Linked DNA regions of Sus scrofa: region 2 is linked to region 1. The links are chromatin contacts, called in public Hi-C maps. All regions are on one chromosome and are shown on one strand. The core of a region is the stretch at or near the end of the contact, and the rest is flanking DNA. Distances in the headings are between cores, read along the strand shown.

Region 1 (2,700 bases), core at 78-2,577:
AATTCGGAGCTGTAGCTGCCAGCCTATGCCACAGCCACGGCAACGCAGGTTCAAAGCTGCCTCTGCAACCTACACCACAGTTCACCACAACACCGGATCCTTAACCTGCTAAGCAGGCCAGGGGTCGAACTTGCAACCTCATGGTTCCTAGTCTGATTCCCACTCCACCACGACAGGAATTCCCTAATGTTATTTTAATGAATTTGAATTTCGTTTTTCAAAGAGTCCAAACATGGGTTATGGTTATTGCCATGTGGGTGGGGGTGGTCAGACAGGTGTACGGGGGTTTGGGGGAGCCGAAACCCCCCACACTTGGGTTCATTACCCCGCAGGGACCTGTACATGCATGTATGCATCTCCAATGGAAATGCGTTCAGGACTGTCCGAAGTGCCAAGAGGTCACCTCAAGGGGGAGGCTTCCTCATTGAGACCCGCGCTGGAGGAAGAATAGCCTAACGCGAAGGTCTAGAGGTTGAATGGATAGGGGTCGCCAGAAAGGGCGAGACTGAGATCAGGTAGCAGCTGGATGGCCCAGCAAGGGCGCCAGGGCTCTGTCCTCTAGGAGGAGAACCCAGACTGGAGCCTAACCTGGGGCGATGTACGCCAGGGAAGTTTTAGGAGAGGCTGGGGTGCTTTTGGGGTGGAATTAGCTGCAAGGGCAGAGCCTGAAGGAAGGCCGACTCAGCCGGGCACACGTGCGCTCCAGGATTGGGTGGAGGGAACTTACCTCGCTGTTGCGCGGACCACAGAACAAATATTTGACATTCCAGGTTTATCTAGAGGAGGGCGGAGCCCGAAGAGCGACATGTCCTCCTCCCTCCGGTCCTGATTGGCTTAGCGCTTCGCGGGGGTGGGGTTAAGTGTGCAGGCGCCGGGTAGCAGTCTCGCGTAGGGCAGTAAAGCGCAGACACTCGCGTACATCCCAGGGGGAAGTGCTTGTTGCCCAAAGCCGCTGGAAGACCCGTCTACTTCCCTCTCCCTCTTGGCCGCCGTGTCCCAGCGCGAGTCATTACCCTCCCAGACGCCTCAGTCTCTTATCCGTCAAATGGGGACGCGATGCAGTGTGAATTAGTGGACAAAGCCTCGTAGGCGCCCCCTCTACGCTGGGCTCCTTCGCTCTCTCAGTGGTCCGAAGGTCTGGACGCAGCGCCCAGTTTCTCCGAAAGAGTGAGGTGTGGCTCTCGCCCCAGCTTCCGCTGGGGCTTGGCAACCCTCCCTATGTGTCTGCTTCTGCTGGGCTGGAGTCCCTCCTACCCGCTGGATTCATCTTCAGTTTCTGAGTCGCATAAATGGGAGAACCGGGGGAAGTCCGGAGCGGCCTGGAGACTCAACCATAAAGGAGCCTCAGCAAGCCTGACTGGGCGAAAGGGTGCTGGGAGCCCTCCACAGGAACTGTCCGGAGGAGAGAAGAGATGGAGGATCTGCAGCCCCTTTGCGCACAATGCGCTTTTGCCGCTGCCCCCCCCCCCCCGCCCCAGCACGCTCATATCTCCAGGCAACAGGCCTGTGGTCAAGGGGGAAGGCGGCAGGTCGCAGTCCTCACCTGGGGTAGGAGTGAGGCTTCTGGTCGGGAGCTTCTGGTTCAGTGCCGTCTGGGGTGCCGCTCTTGGGAGCTGGGGCCGAGGTGGTGGGAACGCGCTTCTTTCTTCCCCAGCACCGAGGCCTGCTCACCTCCAACCATGCTTTGGCACCGTGGGCCCTTCCTGAAGCCAGGCTAAGGCCCAGCCTTTGCACCTGTAGGGACAAGCCCTGACTACTGATCCCAAGGGTTCCTTGGTGCTCTCTGACACCCTTCCCTCCCCCTCAATCGACCTATGGTGATCCCCCTACAAGCCTTTGGGTGATGCCCGGTAATTTTCACCACTCCTTGTGACCATGGGTGACTTCTACTACCCGTCCAGACCAGCCGTCATGACTCCCTCAGCCTCTACGCTGCCTCCTGGTGATTTTCACTACTCCTAACGGACTGAAGAAGGTCCTTGGTTTTGCACTTCCCTTGGCGAAGGCCTCCTGGTGGAGGAGTGAGGAGGAAGCCTCGTGGGAGCGGAGTGTGGAGTCGCCCCGTTAGTCAGGCAGGTTCTGCTAAGGGGAGTGGGAGTCCGGGTTCTGAGAATTAGCCCAGGCCAGGCCTGTGAGCACGCGCGTCCAGGGCTAGGTTCTAGTGGCCCTCCCCCACGGTTCCGGGGGCCGCCCTCGGGTCACGTGGCCCGCAGGGCCGACAGGTATCTCGCCCAGAGAGGGCGGGGGCCGGTAGCCGCCCCGCCCCGCCGGGCGCTGCGGGCGGGTCTCAGCAGCGCCCACAGCGCCAGCCGGGCCGCAGGTGCCGCCCCCAACACACCGTGTCCCGCCCAAGCCGATCCGCGTCTGCCGTCTGTCGGTGCGTGCGTGAGCTTCGTCGGTCCGCGTGTGTCTGGCCGAGCGCCCCCTTCCTCTGCGGCCATGACTCCGCCGCCACCCCAGCCACCGCCCCCAGGCCCGAACCCCACAGCAGACTCCGCTGCCGACCCCCGACCCGGGCCTGGACCCCTAGTCGTACTGTTCGGGGCTACGGCCGGTGCGCTGGGGCCAGACCTGGGCTCTGATGAGACCGACTTAATCCTCCTAGTCTGGCAAGTGGTGGAGCCGCGGAGCCGCCAGGTAGGGTGGAAAGGGGACGGTGAGGTCTCCAGGGAGCTTCAGGATCCGAGGGACGCAGTTGCT
Region 2 (2,700 bases), core at 20-2,519, 69 kb before region 1:
GCCAAATTAAAAGCTGTGAAAGTGTAGTGCTCATATTTCAGGAATCCTTACCCCAACTTTTCCCAAGAAAAGGCCCTAGGATATAAAAAACCAGGTGCATAGTGACAAAAGCCTGCCGGACTGAAGCACTTTGAGTAGAAGAAATGACAGATTAGGGGTGGGCTTCTGCAAATCACTGTGGCCTGTTGGCTTTGGAAAAGTGGTTTGCATTTTGTTCTAGATGCACTGGGAGCAACTCAAGGATTTCAAGCAAAAAAAAAAAAAAAAAATACCTACGGTGAGTGTATGGTTTTACAGACCACTCAGGCCGGTATGTGGTAAATAGGTTTCCGACTACTGAAAACACTGTGACTGGGAAAGCCTAGCGAACCAGACAGCCGTGCGACAGCTGGAGGTCCATATGACCGTGGTGCAAGTCTCTGTCGCTGAGGAGAGACGCCAGGTACTATGACCGAGGTCCCCGTGGAGGTGCTCAGTCACAGACCCAGCTAGAAGCAATCACCCGACTGGATGGCAGAGACGGAGACCTCCCGGAACCCCGCACTCTCGCCGGCCCGGGAGCTCCGAGCCGCCTCAGGCGGACTCTAGAAAGGTCCTCGAGAGTCTCGAAGACATGCGTACCCCAGGCTCCGAGGCCTTGAGCTGAGGACTGGAAGCTGGCTGCACCCAAGCCTCCAACCGCGACCGACCTTCCCAACCCGCCCAGCGCCTCACCCGCCGCAAGAATCTCTCCACTCACGTCTGCCGCCCCCGCCATATTGCCGCGGCAGGCGTGCAAGGGCGGGACCTCCCTTGGCTCGCGGAGCGTGCGGGGCACGGAGCCCGGAAGCGGAAGCAGAAAGCTCTTCCGTCGCACCTCTCGCGTTCCCACAGTGCTCCACGACAGCCAGTATGGAGGCCGGCAGGACAGCGGTGCTCCGAGTGAAGCGGAAGCGCAGCGCAGAACCAGCTGAGGCACTTGTCCTCGCTTGTAAACGCCTCCGCTCCAGCGCAGTTGAGTCGGGAGTCCAAAAGACGCCTCCGGATGGTCTGGAGAGTGCAGCAGAAAATAATGTCTTCCAGTTGGTGGCCACTTTGCGCTCCCAGGTATTGGGCTGGGAGGGAGCCGGTGTGAAAGGGATCTTAGGGCTCAGCTGTGGTGCGTCCTTATCTCTGACACTCTCTTGAACCCTTGCTTCCACCCTCTCCCACCAGGAGGAGCCAGTCCAGCCTCTCCTGCGGGCGGCCCTGCGCCCATCCCAGAGCAGCCAGCAGCGCATCCGCAGTCATCTCCGCGCGTCTGCTCAGGAGATGCGGCAGGAGGGCCGCTACAGAGTAGTCTCTAGCCACCGATCTTCGGGGATTCCCTCGGGTGGCTTGGAATCCGAAGACGCGCCGGGAAGCCCAGAGGCCACGGCTGAGGACGCAGGCTTCCAGCTGTTGGACCTGGTCCGTGAGGAAGAAGACCCAGAAGCCGCGAACGCCACAATCTCCCGCAAAGTGAGTACACGTCCGCAGTCGCGCACTGGGCTTCTACACAGTTAAAGAGGGTACACATGACTTCACTTTAGAGATGGATGCTCCAACCATATTGATAAGCTCAGTTTATAGGTTAGGTTTTTCATTCAACAAGTATTTATTCACAGGCCACTATGTGCCACTCCTTGTTCTTAAGTTCTGTGGATACAGCAGTGAGGACCTAACTTAGAGGAGAGAAAGATCAAGGAAATAAATTCAATTTCAGGTAGCGATATGGGCTATAAGGACAGGGAGAGAAAAAGGAAAACTATGATCCCATCTCATTGAGAAAATGCCATTTGAGTGAAGACTTGGAGGTGAATGGCAGGGCACTGTATATATCTGGGGAGGATTCCAGACTGGGGAGCTATAACTGCAAAGACCCTGAAGCCAAATTTATCTGGTGTTTTCAGAGTCATTGTGCCTGGAGCCCAGTGAGATGGGGAAAGATAGTAAGAAATTTGGGGAGAGGATACTTGCTAGACCCTTTCAAGTAGATACTTGCAAGGATACACTGCCTTTCGTCCTGAGATGGGGAATCACTGGAGGCTTTTGACCAAGGTAAAAATAGAGCAGATGGGAAAACTCTATATTTAAGGGAGGTTAAAGGACCAGCCCTGGGTAGGCTACCAGGTTTGAGGTAATTTAGAATTAGAGTGCAAGACCTCTTACATTTAATTCAGTATTACTTTCTACTAATTACATTTACTAAGTTAGTTTTGTCCCTCACTTCCAAAAAACAAAGTCAGCTACATGCAGTAAAACCAAAGAAATAGAAAATTCTCAACCTCAGGTATGCTTCCTCTTGATAAACATTTTTCAGATCTCCTTTTAGTAGTTCTCGTAGTTTAAAAAATGAGATTTTTATTCAAAATGTATCAAGCAAAAAATATTTTATCATGTTGCTACTATACTTGGATAACAATTTGGGCATGGTGACCATAGCCACCTCTCTTGCCAAAACTAGTTCCACACGAATTCATACTGCTTCATGAGTTATGAAGTTTTGTTTTTGTTTTTTCTTAAATACAGATTGACAGGAGTTCCCTTGTGGCTCAGTAGGTTAAGGATCCAGCATTGTCACTGCTGTGGCTCTGGTTACTGCAGTGGCTCAGGCCTGATCCTTGGCCCAAGAACTTTCATGTACCACAGGTGCAGCCAAAATATTTTAAAAATACTAATAATAAAGAAGACACTTTATTT

The links. A called contact is a pair of places that touch in the nucleus more often than the background predicts.
Region 2: a Hi-C map of embryonic fibroblasts shows a contact between it and region 1, with 2.4 times the contacts expected there. The contact joins the promoter of PRMT7 here to the promoter of ESRP2 in region 1. A contact is called at or near these places in 3 of 5 promoter capture datasets (fetal liver, fetal skeletal muscle and liver), 15 of 47 Hi-C or Micro-C datasets (blood, brain, embryonic fibroblasts and 8 more) and 2 of 2 datasets of contacts at active chromatin or transcription factors (alveolar macrophages and skeletal muscle).

The regions. Positions count from the first base shown.
Region 1 is chr6:28,812,619-28,815,318 of Sscrofa11.1, reverse strand. It overlaps ESRP2 (epithelial splicing regulatory protein 2), which reads left to right and starts at 1,327. Exons shown (of 16, transcript XM_021094132.1): 1 at 1,327-1,548; 2 at 1,902-2,637. The coding sequence starts at 2,440.
Region 2 is chr6:28,881,717-28,884,416 of Sscrofa11.1, reverse strand. It overlaps PRMT7 (protein arginine N-methyltransferase 7), which reads right to left and starts at 1,269. Exons shown (of 19, transcript XM_021094144.1): 1 at 715-1,269. It overlaps SLC7A6OS (probable RNA polymerase II nuclear localization protein SLC7A6OS), which reads left to right and starts at 845. Exons shown (of 5, transcript XM_021094162.1): 1 at 845-1,086; 2 at 1,195-1,479. The coding sequence starts at 892.